Linked DNA regions of Sus scrofa: all the other regions are linked to region 3. Evidence: chromatin contacts called from public HiChIP or PLAC-seq and promoter capture Hi-C data. All regions are on one chromosome and are shown on one strand. The core of a region is the stretch at or near the end of the contact, and the rest is flanking DNA. Distances in the headings are between cores, read along the strand shown.

Region 1 (3,113 bases), core at 609-3,108, 900 kb before region 3:
TGTGAAGACTCTCGAACTAGGTCGGGCTCATCTCCGGCTTTAGGTGCTTTCTGAGATCAGGAATGGGACATTCCCACCTGGACATTCGCCACCCCTCCCACTGCCCTCTCTCTGAGCAAACACACCAAGCCCTGCTCACCAGCCTACCTGAGAGAGGGGCAACATCCCCTGGCCCCTTATTCGCTCTGCACCATCAGCAGGTACCACTGACCCTTCTGCCCCTCAGGGGTGGAGAAGACAAAGCAGGAACTGTGGCAGAAGCCCACCGTGGACAGCACCTGCGGCCTTGGGACTGGACTTCTCTTCTTGGACACATGCTTTCAAAGATTCCAAAACACCCACTTTATGTCAGGGGCTATTCTGGGGAGGTGCGACCATCACCCTCATGGACTTGAGTAAGACAGATGGCAGAGGAAAGACAGACATGAGATGGGCACATGCCTGGACAGAGGAAGCAGGGAAGGGACAGAGCCTGGGCAGATGGGTTGAAGAAGAGAGTTCAAGCCCTGCCTGGCTGGGAAAGTGGGAAAAGGCAGAGGTGACACAGGGCAGAGGTGTGGACAGAGCTCAGAGGCAGAATTACTAAGGGTCAGATTTAAAGAGGCCTTGACGACCTGATGAAAGTGAGGCACCAGCCGCATTTCTCCCTCAGGAGAGACAGAACTAAGGGAAAAGCACAGGAAGATCAACCTGGCCTGGGCACGCAGACTGACATCTGAGAAGACTCCTGGCACCCATCCATGCAGCAGCAGGAGAGAGCAGACGATGACCTCGAGGGGGTAGCCTTCACTCTCTCTCATTTGCGGTAGTTATTTAGTTCACTTTTTTTTTTTTTGCTTTTGCTTTTGCTTTTTAGGGCCACACCTGGGGCATATGGACGTTTCCAGGCTAGGGATCAAATCAGAGCTACAGCTGCCGGCCTACGCCACAGCCACAGCCACACGGGATCTGAGCCGCATCTGCGACCTACATTACAGCTCACAGCAACGCCAGATCCCTGACCTCCTGAGCGAAGCCAAGGCTCGAACCTGTATCCTCATGGATATTAGTCAGATTCGTTTCTGCTGCGCCACAACAGGAACTGCAAATTCACTTTATTTTAGAATTCTTGAAATTAAAATTGTCTCTTGAGTAAGGGAAACGTCATGTGGCTCAAAATTCAAAAAATTAAAGAGGCGTTAAGTTGAAATATCCCCAGCCAGCCACTCGGTTCCCTTCCCTGTTTCCAAGGTCCCCTTCCAAATTTCTCTAAGCTTACACAGGCAAATACGTTTATAATATCTTTGCCTTTTTAAGTTGTACCAAACCACACTCATTTAACATCTTGCTTTTCTTGCTTCAGTACATGTGGGCTCTTGCCCAGAAGAACAGAGACAGAGACTGTGGCGGAGAATGCCCCTCCCAACCCATGTCCCATAATAATCCCTGGAACCTACCCTACACAGCAAAAAGAGACTTTGCAGAGGAAATTAAGGTTAAGGTTATGGGCCTGGATTATCCTCGTGGACCCACTAATCCCATGAAACTCGCTGACTCAGAAGCATGGGTCATGCGCAAGGAGTGCGGCCTCCAGGAGCTAATGGCAGTCAGCAAGGAAAAGCAACCTCAGGAAATGAATTCTACCAACGAGCTTGGAAGTCGATTCAACTGGCATTGGGCTCAACCTGGTGCCAAGCAAAGACAAACCTGTGGGGACCAGCAGCCACCAGTCCTCGGCAGGTACCCGCGGCGCCGGCACGACCCACCCTCAGCCCCACTCCCCTGGGGGGAGAAATGCCCTTCTTCAGCTTCAGGGCGAAACGACCACCGACTGGGCCCCCAAGCAGAACACCCGGAACCAAGCGACAACCCCAATCATTTCTCACCGGCTCCTCACAGCTCCGACGACCGCGCCGATTCCTGAGGCCCCCTTCTCCGCCCCAACCGCCCGCGCCAGAAGGCCTGCCCTCGCACTCCCGCAGCCGCGCTCCCCGGGCAGGCGCTGCTCGGCCCCGCCGCGCACCGTCCAGGGGCCGCCCCCGCAGCCCTCCCCCACGCCGCGCACCCGAGTCGGGGCCTCCTGGGACCAGCACCCACCGCGGGGACTTCGGAGTCAGGCGGGAGCGCGGGCTGCGACGTGGAGGAGCCTCGCGCGCGAGCATCCCCCACCGCAGCCGCTCCCAGAACCGCGCAACGCCTCGAGGCGGCCCACAGGCTGACCCCGGAAGTCCCCCTCAACTTCCGGCCCGCTGCTTCCCCGCCCCCCTCGCCCAGCCCAGCGAGGCAGCTCTAGGCGCGGGGAGCCTGACGACTCCGTCAGTGAGCTCCCGACACCCTCTGCTCTCGGGAGGCGCCTGGAGCGCCAGCTGCCTCGCGATGACTGGCTGTGGGCGCAACTAGCCGAGCGGTAGCTGTTAGACATGGCGGGGAGGAAGGAGGCGGGGGGTGGAGCAATGAGGTCTCAGCCGGTTTATCGACCAACGAAGTGGCCGGGAGCGCTGAGCAGCGAGAACGCAGGCTCCCCGCTGCTTAGGGAGCAGTTAGTGACCTCAAAAAAGAGGTGGTTTCTATTTTTAGCACAGGTTTGTGATGGAGTAAGAAACAGGGAAGATAGAAGTTATGTTGTTGCAAAAGTTCCCATCGTGGGTTCCCATCGTGGGGCAGCAGAAACGAATCCGACCGGGAAACATGAAGTTGCGGAGTCGATCCCTGGCCGCACTCAATGGGGTCAGGATCCGGTGTTGCCCTGAACTGTGGTGTAGGTCGAAGACCCAGCTCAGATCCTGCGTTGCTCTGGCTGTGGTGTAAGCTGGCAGCTGTAGCTCCGATTCGACCCCTAGCCTGGGAACCTCCCTATGCCACCTGTGCGGCCCTGAAAAGACGAAAGACACACAAAAATAGTTATGTTGTTACAATTTAACAGTTTCTCCACCTATTTTTGTCTTGCAGCTTTGTGCTTCATGAGGTTATTTTTGTTCCCAAGCTGTCTGGCTTTTGCCACCTTTTAGTTCTTTCCCAATCTACACTCACTACCTAACAGTAACTGGACAGAAAGGGACAGGCAGGAAGAACTCGGTAGAATCAGAACAGACGTTGCTTGATAAGAACATGAGGGTGCATGTGGAAGAACTGAA
Region 2 (2,979 bases), core at 26-2,525, 520 kb before region 3:
GGAATGCAGCACGGTTTCTGGTCTCCTCAAAGGGACAAGTGGAACGAGAGAACGTGGCCTCCAGCTCTGGGCTCCTTTCAGCCCAGACTGCTCTTCCTTTCCAAGGGCTCAGCAGGATGACAGGCAACAACTCAGTGGGGTCCAAGAAATCCAGCGTTTGGGCGCTCAGGAGAGTAAGCACGTTTGGAGGCGCCCGGAGCCTGCCTACGACTACGGTGGCCTAGGCCACCCCCCTGCCAGCCGCGAGCCGTGGCTCCGACCTGCCCCACCTCGACGTCACAGCCAGGACGTCCATCTCCAAGTCCAACCTCCGCAAACTGGAGTTGTCCAGCCTGCGGAGTCAGACCATGTAAATCACCTGCCCGCTGCCAGGCAACGGGAGACAGGGCGTGAATAAAGTCGCGCACAGAGCAAGAAACACGAGTCGCTCTTGGGAAAGCAGCTCTGGGATCTGGACCCGGGCTCGAGACCAGCCTGAACTTTATGACGTTGTGCTTTCTGTTTTCGCTCCCTCTCCTTTCGAACTAGAGAAACGCCCTCCAGTTCCAGGGCCGAGACTTGATTTACCCTGAATAACTGCCCACCACACCACTGGAACTCTGGGGCCACCGGGGCCCAGCGTCCACTAGCGAAGCCGGGGGCTGTTCTAAGCACAGACGCGTCCCGCAGTCGTCCCACAGGCAGCAAGCGCAAGCCCACGGAGGCAGAAGCCCTTCCTACCCAACGCGGGAGAGCGGCGTGGACAGGAGCGACCTCCAGCGGGCCTGCGACGCTTCTCCCCGCACTACCCCCTGCTCCCCACCCCCACACCGGGCCTGCGAGGCGGGGTCCGGGCCTGCCCGTCCTGGGCCCCCGCGCCGCGGCCTCCCCGCCCCGGGCCGGCGCCCTCGGCCCCTCACCGGGCTCCAGCAGATAAGCGCGTCCGTGTCCGGGTCGCTCACGAGAGTCCAGAGCTTGGTCAGGAAGGCCGGGACGTTGCTGGGCCCCGCCGCGCCCGGGCCCACGGGCAGATCCATACCGGGCAAGGTGGGAGAGGCGGAGGCGGGACCGCGAGGAGGGGCTGAGGGCCGGGCTAGCGCCGCTGCCGCGCCTGCCGCCCGGGCCGCGCGCCGCCGCCCGCTGCGCACACACGGCCCCGGGGCCTGGCATGGCCGCCGCCATCTTGCGACGGGCGCGCTCCCGCCGGCGCCGCCCGCGTCCCACGGCGCGCGCACGCACACCGGCCCCCGTCCCGCCCGGCGCCCTCTGACCCCGCGGGCCCGCCCCCAGGCCCACGCGGTCGCGTCGCTGCCGGAAGTGGCGGCGCAGGGCAGACCGGCGGGCGGCATGGCGGGACCTCAGGGCGCGCGGCGCGTGGCGGTGGCCGGGACGCGGCCCGGGAAGCGGATGCTGGAGCCGGGGCGGGAGCCGGAGGAGGTGACGCGGGAGCGGGAGCGGGAGCGGGGGGGGGCGGCGGGGCTGGGCCGCGGCACCGGCCGGGGAGCGATCCCGCCCAGCGCCCGGCGGGCCTGGGAATGCGAGGAGGGAGGGGTCTCCTGTCCTCCGCCCCGGCGGCCTTGCGGGGGCGTCCTGGGCAGGGAGCTGGCTGGCGGTTGTGTGGGTCGGAAGAAGGTCTGGGCCGGAGAGAATAAGGAAGGAGAGCCGGCGTCCTGCGCAGCGGTCTTCCTGGGCCTTTGAATTGTCATCTGGGCGCAGAAGATTTGAGCCTGCAGTAGCTGCTTGTATAGCCAAATGTTCCTGACACGTTAGACGTTGTAGAAGAGGAAACGAGGATGAGAAAGCAGCGCCTGCTGCACTGGACGGCCCGTTTTAGCTGGACTCATGCTCTTCCTGTCCAGCGGAACCCCAGCCGCGCTGTGGGGGTGTCATCAAATCTCATCAAATCTCGGTGGTAGAAAGCCATAGCAGGCTTGTGCAGTCGAGCCTCGCAGCTGGGACTCCACGTTGCTGGTTTATCAGGCTGCCCCTTCACTTGTGACAAGTGCTCGTGGTGCTCCCTGGCCGGCAGGCAGCTCTGGGCACCATGCTCACCCACTTGTAGTGCTTTTGCCTCTGTATTCATCAGCGGCTGTTTGTGTTTGTGCCCAAAACATTTGTGCCATTTTTACTTGCCGTTGTAATTGTGTAGCTAGTTAGGCACGATAGAGTGTGTGCTGAGTGCTGTTTGGTAGCTGCTCCGTGCAGGCTGTCCAGTTTGGCGAGAGACTCAGGAACTATTGAAAAACAATGAAATCTAGAATTTTGCCTTCCAATGAATGCTTGCTAAGAGTCTGCAGGTTCTTGTTCCACCGTGCACCCTGTCTGGTGGAGTTAGGGCCGGGGTGGTGTCTGGTGGGCAGAAGTCTGCTCAGAAGCAGCTCTGGTCCTGCGCCACACAGAGCTGGTCACCGACAGTGTGCTCCTTGCAGCCCTCTCTCCCCGGCGCCCCGGCTCCCAGCCTGTCTGACAGCGAGGAGAGTGTGTTCTCAGGCCTGGAAGATTCTGGCAGTGACAGCAGTGAGGAGGAGGACGGGGCCAGCGGCGAGGAGCAGCACAGCAGGATGGAGAAGGCCACGGGGCAGCAGGTGGGTGAGCGAGCAGTGTTCTGGTGTGCTCGTCCTCGCTCTCCGGGCGGGTGGCCGGGAGAGTGCCTGCCAGCTCGCGGGCTCTGCTTTCTCTTTCCTCTGGTGCGGGGGGGGGGGGTTCTGAGCCCTAGGGCACCAGTTTTCAACCGCAGTAGGAACCCGGAAAATCTCCATGGCTGTGAGCCACCCACCGTGATTCTGATGTCACCCTTCCCGGGCTGAGTCTTTGCTAGACTTAGCTGGAGGCTGGGTTTCCTAGGGGGCAAAGCCTGAGGTGGAGATCTGCGTGCTGGGGGCCGCCTGGGGCAGCTGGGGGCGCTCTGGTCCCCACCCCCCAACCCCGAGGCTTTGTAATCTGTCGCTGTGACGCTGGGGAAGGCTCATCCCACTCTTGTTTTAAGTGAGAAACGCGAGA
Region 3 (2,947 bases), core at 323-2,822:
GGGTCTTAAACAGTGTTTGTATTGCTGAGGGCCCGAGGCCTGCCGAGCCCTACCTCATGGCCTGAGTGCAGGGGCCACTCTGTTGCCCGGTCTTCCCAGCCTGGTGCCGCCACTGCCCAAGAAGCCCCAGGGGGCCCACCACTGTACGTGGACTGACACTGGCCCCTGGGAGGTAGGAGGCAGGCCTGGGAGCAGGCTGTGGGCTGCACCCTTACCTGCAGGGCACAGTGCGTGTACCCCTTGCACCATCATTGGCATAGGTTGTACCTCTAAGGGTTATAAACCCGCAAAACGTTTTTATTACTTTTATTGAAACTTTTTTTTTAGAGAAAATAAGTAAGAATTTAAAAAATTAACGTGTTTTCCCTTCCCTGTCCTCTTTCCTCATGTAGCTGTTTCCATATTGCATCATTTCCTTTCAGCCTGAAGAATCTCTTTTAAACATTTCCTGTTGCTCAGGTCTGCGGCAGACATTGTCCATTATTTTTTTTGTGTGTGTGGTAAAACATTTACAACATATAAGCTGTCATACAATCATTTTTTTTGCTTTTTCTTTTTTTTTTTTTTTTTTTTTTTTGCTTTTTAGGGCCGCATTCGCAGCATATGGAAGTGTTCAGGCTAGGGGTCAAATCGGAGCTGCAGCTCCCAGCCTACACCATAGCCAGAGCAAAGCGGGATCGGAGCCGCATCTTCAGCCTACACCCTGGCTCATGGCCATGCTGGATCCTTAACCCACTGACTGAGGCCAGGGATCAAACCTGGGTCCTCAAGGATCCTGGCCGGGTTCATTACCACCGACCCACAATATCATTTCTTCGTGTCCAATTCAGTGGCCTTAAGTGCAGTGACAGTGTTGTACGACCATCACCCTACTTGTTTCCACAGCTTGTTCGTCCCGGCAAACGGAAACCGTGTGCCCGGGAGGCACTATCTCCTCCCGTCTCCTCCCTTCAGCCTCTGGTGACCTCTGATCTTCTTCCTCTAATTTTGCCTCTTCCAGATATTTCATGTAAGTGGAACCTCACCATTTTTGTCCTTTTGTACTGGCTCATTTCACTTAGCATGATGTTTTTGAGATTCACTTATGCTGAGCATGATTCGTTCTTTTTCAAGGCTAAATCCTATTCTGTGGTGTGGATGTGTGCGCCTTCACCCCTACAGACACTCGGGCTAGTTCCGCCCTCTGGCTATTGTGAATGGCTAGTGCTTCATCCGCTGTCCTGTTCTCACCTCGTCAAGGTATCTACCCAGAAGTGGACCTGCTGGGTCAAGCCGCGTTCTAGGCTGTTTTTGGCCAAGACCACCGGCACGTGGCAGTTCCCAGAGGGAACAGCAGCGACCCCAGCCGCGGGATCCTTAAGTGGCTGTGACAGAAGGGAACTCTGATTTTAACTTTTTGGGGAACCACCACACTGTTTCTCACGGTGGCTCAGCAACGTACAGGGGTTTTTACAAGCTTTTACAGCCCCAGCAGTGTACAGGACTTCACCCATGTTTTTATTTATTAACTTATTTTGCCTTTTTAGGGCCACACCTGCGGCATATGGGCGTTCCCAGGCCAGGGGTTTAATCAGAGCCGCAGCCGCCAGCCTGCACCACAGGCGCCGCAGCGTGGATCTGAGCCGCCGCTGCGACCTACGCCACAGCCCCCGGCAACGCCGGACCCTTTGCCCACCGAGCGAGGCCGGGAGCTCACGGCTCCTCGGCGGACCCGTTAACCACTGAGCCACGACGGGAACTCCACCCATCCGTTTTATACTTGTTTCCGCCGACACCCCCAGACCGCCCATGTTTCCAGAGGTGTAACCAGCCTCCTCAGGGCCGCCCCATTTTCAGACGTTTCTCCCGGCGACTCGCGCAACAACGACAGAGCCTCTTGGGCCCGCGTTCTACCAGGTCGCTCCCGCTAAGCCCCCAGAGCATAAATCTACGCCGAAGGAACTGCGCTGCGGCTGGGGTAGGGTCTGACACTCGGCCCCTTGCCCAGGCCTGAACGCACGGGAACTCGCAGCGAAGGCGGCCAGGGCGCGGACCAGCGCGGGCGCCGCCAGGCCCCTTCCCGGCGCTCGGTAGTGACGTCGCCCCCCGCCCCGGCTCTGCACGGCGCGGCCCCGCCTCCCCAAGGCGTTGCCAGGGCGACGGCGGGTCGCCCCCTCTCCCTGCGGAGCCCCGGCCCTCGCCCGGGCCTCGCCGCAGTGCGCAGTCTCGGTACCGCCTCGCGCTCCGCCCCGCCCGCGGCGAAGCGGTCGCGCGGCGATGACGTCGCGGGGGCCTGGCCGGGCGTCGCGGACTCCGGAGATGGAGGAAAAGGAGCAATTACGGCGGCAGATCCGCCTCCTGCAGGGTGGGTCGGGTAGGGCCCGGGTCGCTCGTCCCTTTCTTTCCTCTCGCCTCGCGGCGGCCCCCTGCCCGCCTCCCCGAAGGGGGTCGCTCTTCGCCCGCTCTCTCGGCGGCCAGGTCGGGTCGGGTGGGGAGGTAGGTGGGGTCGGGCTGGGGCTAGGGCACCCGGGGGCCTTCCTTGCCGGCCGGGGTCAGCCCCAGCTCGGGTTTCGTCCACCGATGGTGCGGGCGTTTCCGGCGCTGCGGCGGGTGGCAGTGGGGCAGTCGCTTTGTAACCGGCGGGAGGCGGCTCTGTCACCCCCGCGGGCGGGCTGGTCCCCTCGCTCCCGGTGCCCGACAGCGGGCGGCGGGGGTTGGGCTCTGGCGCGGCGGGGGGCCGGGGGGGCCTGTTTCTCCCCTGGAGGCACGGTCAAAAGCTCCTTTTTCTCGTACAGCCGCACTCCTTGATTTTCGGGGCCCAGACTCCCCAGGCTTCAGTTTCCAAACTTTTCCAATTTTAGACCTAAGTTGGTTTTCTATACTTAAAAAAAAAAAAATTCCCCTTTTAAAGTTATACCACAAAGAGAAGACTAAAGGACTTGGAAAGCATATGGGGGAGAGTTCAAGT

What was found. Promoter capture Hi-C pulls out the DNA fragments that hold promoters and counts their contacts. HiChIP or PLAC-seq counts read pairs in DNA pulled down with a chosen protein or histone mark.
Region 1: a promoter capture Hi-C map of fetal liver shows a contact between it and region 3, with 2.5 times the contacts expected there. The contact joins the promoter of LOC100621388 here to the promoter of ZC3H3 in region 3. A contact is called at or near these places in 1 of 5 promoter capture datasets (fetal liver) and 1 of 2 datasets of contacts at active chromatin or transcription factors (alveolar macrophages).
Region 2: a contact with region 3 is called in an H3K27ac HiChIP or PLAC-seq map of alveolar macrophages. The contact joins the promoter of BOP1 here to the promoter of ZC3H3 in region 3. A contact is called at or near these places in 1 of 5 promoter capture datasets (liver) and 1 of 2 datasets of contacts at active chromatin or transcription factors (alveolar macrophages).

The regions. Positions count from the first base shown.
Region 1 is chr4:106,969-110,081 of Sscrofa11.1, forward strand. LOC100621388 (zinc finger protein 16) reads right to left here and starts at 1,859. Exons shown (of 4, transcript XM_021090457.1): 1 at 148-1,859. The coding sequence starts at 165.
Region 2 is chr4:485,287-488,265 of Sscrofa11.1, forward strand. BOP1 (ribosome biogenesis protein BOP1) reads left to right here and starts at 1,276. Exons shown (of 16, transcript XM_013988007.2): 1 at 1,276-1,416; 2 at 2,409-2,564. The coding sequence starts at 1,327. HSF1 (heat shock transcription factor 1) reads right to left here and starts at 1,179. Exons shown (of 13, transcript NM_001243819.1): 1 at 900-1,179. The coding sequence starts at 1,016.
Region 3 is chr4:1,008,355-1,011,301 of Sscrofa11.1, forward strand. It overlaps ZC3H3 (zinc finger CCCH domain-containing protein 3), which reads left to right and starts at 1,573. Exons shown (of 11, transcript XM_021090418.1): 1 at 1,573-1,957.